2 separate regions of the Sus scrofa genome follow, and region 1 is linked to region 2. The links are chromatin contacts, called in public HiChIP or PLAC-seq maps. All regions are on one chromosome and are shown on one strand. Each heading gives the region's core, a stretch centred on a gene start, on an enhancer-like site or on the middle of the called end of the contact. The rest is flanking DNA. Distances are from core to core; before and after follow the strand shown.

Region 1 (3,669 bases), core at 363-2,862, 170 kb after region 2:
CTAGGGGTAAAATCAGAGCTACAGCTGCCAGCCTACACAACAGCCACAGCAACGTGGGATCCGATCTTCATCTGCGACCTACACCACAGCTCATGGCAATGTGGGATTCCTGACCCACTGAGTGAGGCCAGGGATTGAACCTGCATCCTCATGGTTACTAGTCAGATTAGTTTCTGCTGCACCACAAAGGGAACTCCCACAAATCAACTTTTGAATAAGTAAAATTATCCACATTTACATGTGAAATGTTTCTACACTTATATTTAAAAACAGGTATTTCTAATGGCTTAAAATCTACTTCATATTAAAAAAAGGAAACTATATGGTAGAACGCTGCACCCTGACTGCAAATGAAGCAGACAGTTTCCAGATTTCTCCATGCTGCCTCCCTGCAACTTCTGCCAGGCCAGACACAGATTCTCAGACCTTCTCTGGAATAGGGTGTGTGGGATGGGTGTCAGAGTACTATTATTATTGCCATTTTATAGATGATGCTCAAGTACAACAACAGAACCAGACTCCAACCTAGTTCTAACAAGACACTTCACATTCTTAATCACTATTGCACTGCACTGAGATGTCCACTGAGCAGATTACAGGTTACTTAATCAACTGAATGGTGATATAATCCTCTGGGAAACAGAGGTACAACTATGGCTCAAAGGACTAAGAAGTGGACACAGGTCAAAATGGACCAATTTTTGGAAATAGGTAAATGGCTGAATCAGTCAAAGGAGGGTGAGTGAGCATAGCACGTGCCTCCATGTAAGCTCCCTAAAGCTCTATATAATCTGACTTGGAAAGGACCCTCTCTATGCTTCTCTGCTTCTGACAAGAAAAACTGGCTGCATTCCTCTAGGAGCTGGGCTTTTTATTCATGGATTCATCATCCCTCATCTGTGGAAAAGGTGAAATTTTATTCTTGATTCATGTCTGAATAAGCTTAAAGTCTAGATTCTGAGCTCTGCAATGCCTCACTTAAACCTAGTTTTAGTCTGACCATTCCCTTGGGAAACAGAATTTACTAAGTGACAGCATGTATGGTACTCAAAAAAATTCTTATAAATTATAGCAGACCATTGTTCCTTCCTCACCCTATTTTGCTGTTTAGAGAAGCTTGTATATATATTTGTCTTTTTAGGGCCTCACATGACATACGGAGGTTCCCAGACTAGGGGTCCAATCAGAGCTGTAACCGTCGGCCTACACCACAGCTACAGCAATATCAGATCTGAGCTGCATCTGCGACCTACACCACAGCTCACGGCAATGCCGGATCCTTAACCCACTGAGCAAGGCCAGGGATTGAACCCACAACCTCATGGTTCCTAGTTGGATTCATTTCTGCTTAGCCATGATGGGAACTCCAGAATCTAATATTTCTGTTTAAGTTTATTGTGTACATGTCAGATTTCTTACCTGGGAGTGCCCTGGGAACACTAGAAGGTATGATTATTCTTAACCACAGGGACCAAAAAAACAATACCAAAAAAAAAAATCTAGGAAAACAGTCCCAAGGGAAGTTTAACAATAAGTTAATTATGGAACAAGTAAAATTTAATACTATTAAAGCTCAAGAGCATTTTTTTTTCTCAGCACTAGATGGCAGTACTACTACACCAATGAACTATCTTTGCATAGGGCTGATTATGGATTTAAGCTAATTTTCGTCAATCATGGGGCTTTGATAGTATCCAGATCTCAATAGTTTACAAAATGCTGCCACTGTGGCCTATAAAATGGAGTTTTAGGAGGCCCATTTCTTTCCTTCCTTCCTTTTTTTTTTTTAGGGCCACACCCATGGCATATGGAAGTTCCCAGGCTAGGGACTGAATTGGAGCTACAGGTGCCAGCCTACACCACAGCCACAGCAACACCAGATGTGAGCCTCATCTGCGACGACGTACACCACAGCTCACGGCAACACTGGATCCTTGACCCACTGAGCAAAGCCAGGGATCAAACCCGTGTCCTCCTAGTCAGGTTCATTACTGCTGAACCACAATGTAACTCTAAGGGTCCATTTTTTTCATTTGGGTCTTACAGTTAGTCTGTGAGTTAGGCAGTGCAAGAATCCTTAATCCCATGATTCAGAAAGGAAAGGGATATATGTATAACTAAATCACTTTGTTGTACATCTGAAACTAAGACACAATTGTAAATCAACTATGCTCCAATATATAATAAAAATTAATTAAAAAAAAAAAAAAAGAAAGATGGAGTTCCAGTCGTGGCTCAGCAGAAATGAATCTGACTAGCATCCATAGGATGCAGGTTTGATCCCTGGCCTCGCTCAGTGGATTAAGGATCTGGTGTTGCTGTGAGCTGTGGTATAGGTTGCAGACCTGGCTGGGCTTGTTGTGGCTGGCATTGTGTGGCTGTGGTGTAGGCTGGTGGCTATAGCTCCAATTGGACCCCTAGCCTGGGAACCTCCATATGCCACTGGTGTGGACCTTAAAAAAAAAAAACAGAAAGAAAACAGGAAGTGACTGGCTCACTGGACAGTCATGGCTAATAAACCAGACCAGAAGGAATCTGGAGACTCTGCTCCTTCCCTGCCTCTCTTAACATCTATTTTTGTAAAATTAAATTTTACATAGCACTGCTTTTAATATATGTTTGGCCTTCAGGATCCTAACTCCAAGCACGGTAAAATGGAGCAAAGGTATATAGTATACAAAAATCTGTTTTAAATTAACCATCATCTACACACCTAAAAAAGATGATGGATACATTGTTCATGGGAATGTAAAATAGTACAGCCTCTCTGGAAAACAATATGGCAGTTTTTTACTAAATTAAAACATGCAATTACCAAATTACCCAACATTTACACTCTTGGGCATTTATTTCAGAGAAAAAAAATTTATATACAAAAACATACATACAAATGTTCATGGAAGTTTTATTAATAACAGCCCTAAACTTAAAACAATCCAGATGTCCCTTAACAGGAAAATGGTTAAAAATGTAAATTACACCCAGCAGTGAAAGGGAATTATTGATATACACAACAATTTCAATGAATCTTCAGGAGTTGTGCTGTATGAAGAAAGACAACCCCAGAAGTTTATATATTGTATGATTCCATTTATAGAAAATTCTTCTTTTTCTTTTTAGGGTTGTACCTGTGGCATATGGAAGTTCGCAGGCTAGGGGTCTAATCGGAGCTGCAGCTGCCACCCTATGCCACAGCCACGGCAACGTGGGATCTGAGCCACATTTATGACTTACACCACAGCTCATGACAGTGCTGGATCCTTAACCCACTGAGCAGGGCCAGGGATCGAACCTATATCCTCATGGATACTAGTAGGGTTTGTAACCAGCTGAGCCACAATGGGAACTCCCATTTACAGAAACTTCTTGAAGCAACAACATTATAGAGCTGGAGACAGATTAGTCACTGCTGGGGGCTAGGGATGGGAAGGGGGAAGGCTGGGAGGGTGCGACATGTAAGTCAGTGTGATAATCAAAGGGCAATCAAGAATCCTTGTGTGGATCTACTACATCTTGCCTGTGGTGGTAGATACACAAAGCTCTACATAAGAAAAAATTGCACAGAACTAAGTACACACATGCACATACACACACAAATGAGTATGAATAAAAGTAAGGAAATATGAATGAGATGGGTATATTGTGTCAAGATCCTGGTTGTGATAGTGT
Region 2 (4,052 bases), core at 571-3,070:
TGGCCTCAAAGCCAGAGAGCTGACTATAAAATGCAGGAGTAGGGCAGCTAGCTGGACATGACTGCTTTTCTACTTCCTCCCCAGCTCCTTCTAGGAGCCACTCCTCGATCATGAAGGCATCCTGGGATTCCAGAATATTCAGTTTAGGTGTTAGTTTTTGTTTTTTTGTTTTTTGGTTTTTTTTTTTGCTTTTTGCTTTTTAGGGCCACACTCACGGCATACAGAGGTTCCCAGGCTAGGGGGCGAATCAGAGCTGCAGCTGCTGGCCTACACCACAGCCACAGCAACATCAGATCCCAGCTGCATCTGCGACCTATACCACTGCTCACAGCAACGCCAGATCCTTAACCCACTGAGAGCGAGGCCAGGGATCGAACCCGCAACCTCACGTTTCCTGGTCAGGTTCATTAACCGCTGAGCCACAAAGGGAACTCCAGGTGTTAGGTTCTTAATCTCAGGATACTTGCATTTTGAAATATTCTTATTAACTCAGTGATGACTTTTGAAAGATGTGATTTCAGGGGGTTCTTTAGGAGGAAAGAATGAATCACTGGGCCAAGCTCATCCCACCTCTCCAAAAGGTCGACTTTACCTATGGAAGGTGGTCCAAGGCCAGGCCTGGAACCTGTCCTAGTCACATGGGCCCCTGCTCTTGGCCCAAAGCCCATCTGTTCAGAGCAATGCTATTCAGTAGAAATATAATCAGGCCACATACATAATTTTAAATTTTCTAGCAGCCTACAATGAACAGTAAAAAGAAACAGGTAAAATTAATTTAATTTAATTTTTTCTTCTTTTTTGCCATTTCTTGGGCCGCTCCTGGGGCACATGGAAGTTCCCAGGTTAGGGGTCGAATCGGAGCTATAGCCGCCCAGCCTATGACAGAGTCATAGCAATGTGGGATCCGAGCCGCATCTGCAACCTACACCACAGCTCACAGCAACGCTGGATCCTTAACCCACTGAGCAAGGCCAGGGATCGAACCTGCAACCTCATGGTTCCTAGTCGGATTCGTTAACCACTGAGCCACGACGGGAACTTCGGGTAACATTAATTTTAATATACTTGATTTAACCTCAAATATTATCATTGTAACATGAAAAGAAATACTGGAAGAATTTCACATTCTTTTTCTTTTTTTTTTTTTTTGTCTTTTTTGTCTTTTTGTTATTGTTGTTGTTGTTATTGTTGCTATTTCTTGGGCCGCTCCCGCGGCATATGGAGGTTCCCAGGCTAGGGGTCGAATCGGAGCTGTAGCCACCGGCCTACGCCAGAGCCACAGCAACGCGGGATCCGAGCCGCATCTGCAACCTACACCACAGCTCACGGCAATGCCAGATCGTTAACCCACTGAGCAAGGGCAGGGACCGAACCCGCAACCTCATGGTTCCTAGTCGGATTCATTAACCACTACGCCACGACGGGAACTCCCCACATTATTTTTCTATATTAATTCTTTGAAATCCTGTGTGTATTGAGTGCACTTACAGCTCATCTCAATTCCAAATGCTCTGTAGCCACATGTGGCTGGTGTGTACCGTTTAGGACAGGGCAAGTCTAGAGTACCCTTGAAAGCAAGGGTCGTTTCCAGTCCCCAAATCTTCTCACCCCTTGGTTTCAGAACCTTTCTGCCAGATTTGGAGGAAAGTTCTGAACCTTCTTCCCAAACCACACTGCCTTCAACACATCACTGGACCTGGAGCCGATGCCGGGGGTAGCTCTAGTCCAGGAGCAAATTTTCCCCAGTCAGAAGGAAACTGGACATTTCCTTTTTCCAGAACAAAGAGCGCTGGACCTCCCTACACCACTAGGGGGCACTGTGAACCATATCATCCTCATACACTGATCCTGCCCATAGCTGGCTTTGGGGGGAGCCAGAACACAGCATCTTCCCTCTCTCACACTGCCCGTTCCATGCCAGGTGGTCCTCTGAGGGGTGGGGTAGGTCTGAAAAGTAACCATGCTCTTTCTAAAGGAAATGAACAGTTATGGTGGGCCAACAAGGCTGTTGTGAAGCCTACATGCCAGTAGGTTGTGAACTGGTTTGGAAATGTGACCGAGCTCCTTAAAAAAAAAAAAAAGTTCTCTAGGAGAATGAAATCATGACAGGATATCTGATCTGAAAGCTCATACTTGAGCATTCCTTTCTCCTAGTGCCTCCAATTTAATCAGACCCATGGTTTGGAAGGAATGGCCACCCTGCTCACTAACTCCAAAATGCTCAATAAGGACATAAGAGGTAGGAAGTCTGACAGGAGGCTGGGTTTCTTCTCAGAGGCATCTGCTAAGTGCTAGAAAATGAAACACATTCTTTGGGCTTTTACTGTTCTGAATGGATCTGTCATTTGGAAAGGTCAAAAGACGCTGTCTCTTCCACAAGAGCTAAGTTGGTACTGCTGAGCTGGTCTACATGGCTGTGAATTTCTTCAGGATCCCCTGATGCACAAGCCATTCCACTACCTTCCTGTACTGATGGAGAAACTGAGGTATGGATGGGGAAAGGGGATGGGCAGTACCTCTGGAGAAGGTCTGGAACTGGAGCTCAGGGGCTCACTGTGCTTTAACCTGAATCACTCGTTCACTTCCTAAATGCTTCTGACCCAGAATGGTCCAACCAGATGCATATTTACCACATTGATGAGAGTCACTGGGGCCACGGTCTTGCCCCCTGCTCTCCCATCACCACCACACCCTAAGCGGTGCTCCTTCCTCTCCCTCTCACTCCAGAGCTGTCGATTGCCCTGGCTTTGTCCACGGTCCCATTTTCACCCACCAGCCCACTGTCCTCATCACCATGGTACTGCCTCCTTGTGCTCTTCCTCACTTCTAACCTTTTCTAACCTTTTCCAGCCTCCTTGTGGTAGGGTTCAGGCTTTCGAGTCCAGCACAGAGACAGGGGATCGAACTACAGCTCCTCATTTACAGAGTGTGAAGGACATGGTCAAGACACTTAATTTTGCTAAGCTTCAGTTTTCTCAACTGCAAAATGGGATAAGAAGTCCTACCTCCTGAAGCTGGTATAAGGACTGAATGAGACAAAATGAGACATGATAAATCTGTAGCAGATGGGAAGCTCCTCAACACAAGCAGTTAGATCATGGTACTGTTCAAAAACCTTTCATTAGGCTCCACTGCCCTTGAATTACACTCCACAGCACTGAGAACATCATTACTTGGCTGTAGCTCAGCAGCCCAAATAACCTCCTTCCCCTTTTGTTTCTTCACTTCTCCCCTGCCCAAACGTCCAGCCACCTTAAGTGTCCAGTCACCACTGCAATCCCAAGTCCAACACAGTGAAGGGCATATAACAGGGCCTAAGCAAATGCTCTTCCTTCTCACAGCCACAAATGCTCATTTCCATCCCATGTACACATTCACCTCCACCCACTCATGTGTCAAGGCCTGGCTCAGAAGCAGTTCCCTCCAGGAGTTCCTGCCATGGTACAGTGGAAACGAATCCAACTAGGAACGATGAGGTTGCATGTTTGATCCCTGGCCTTGCTCAGTGGGTTAAGGATCCAGTGTTGCCGTGAGCTGTGGTGTAGGTCGCAGAGGCAGCTTGGATCTGGTGTTGCTGTGACTATGGTGTAGGTCAGAAGCTACAGCTCTGTTCAGACCCCTAGCCTGGGAACCTCCATATGTAGTGGGTGGAGCCCTAAAAAAAAGACCAAAAAAAAAAAAAAGGCAGCTACCTCCAGGAAGCCTTCCTTGATACTCATAGATGGAATTCATCAGTTCTTTCTCCATGCTTCCATCTTGCTAACACTAGGCACACAGTGTAGTGAGCAGAGCACACAACTTCTCTTGCCATCATGCTGCCAGTTCTGAGAGCAGGGACCCTATGCGGGGAACCTTGTACAGTGTTTCACACAGCATACTGCTTAATGCATGCTTGCTGTGTTAAATTCCTTGGCTTTGCTTGAATACGTGCCCATCTCTCATATTAAATCACTCAAAAATGTAAAAGGATAGAAAAGATATAAAAGGCAGCCATTATTTGAGGTGTCATTATTTTAAAGCTAAAGAAGTATCTTTAAAGAAAATGGAATTCT

The links. HiChIP or PLAC-seq counts read pairs in DNA pulled down with a chosen protein or histone mark.
Region 1: a contact with region 2 is called in an H3K27ac HiChIP or PLAC-seq map of alveolar macrophages. The contact joins two enhancer-like sites. A contact is called at or near these places in 2 of 47 Hi-C or Micro-C datasets (embryonic fibroblasts and epiblast stem cells) and 1 of 2 datasets of contacts at active chromatin or transcription factors (alveolar macrophages).

The regions. Positions count from the first base shown.
Region 1 is chr13:35,406,954-35,410,622 of Sscrofa11.1, forward strand. The region is part of intron 6 of DCP1A (decapping mRNA 1A); the gene reads right to left. Among named protein-coding and RNA genes, the nearest start is that of TKT, 31 kb to the left of the region's middle. Within about 2 kb of position 1,613, at least 3 of the 83 cell types and tissues checked have an H3K27ac peak or open chromatin away from gene starts, as enhancers often do. A contact at or near this core is called in alveolar macrophages, where this site is marked.
Region 2 is chr13:35,233,466-35,237,517 of Sscrofa11.1, forward strand. All of the region lies in intron 6 of RFT1 (protein RFT1 homolog), which reads right to left. Among named protein-coding and RNA genes, the nearest start is that of RFT1, 22 kb to the right of the region's middle. Within about 2 kb of position 1,821, at least 12 of the 83 cell types and tissues checked have an H3K27ac peak or open chromatin away from gene starts, as enhancers often do. A contact at or near this core is called in alveolar macrophages, where this site is marked.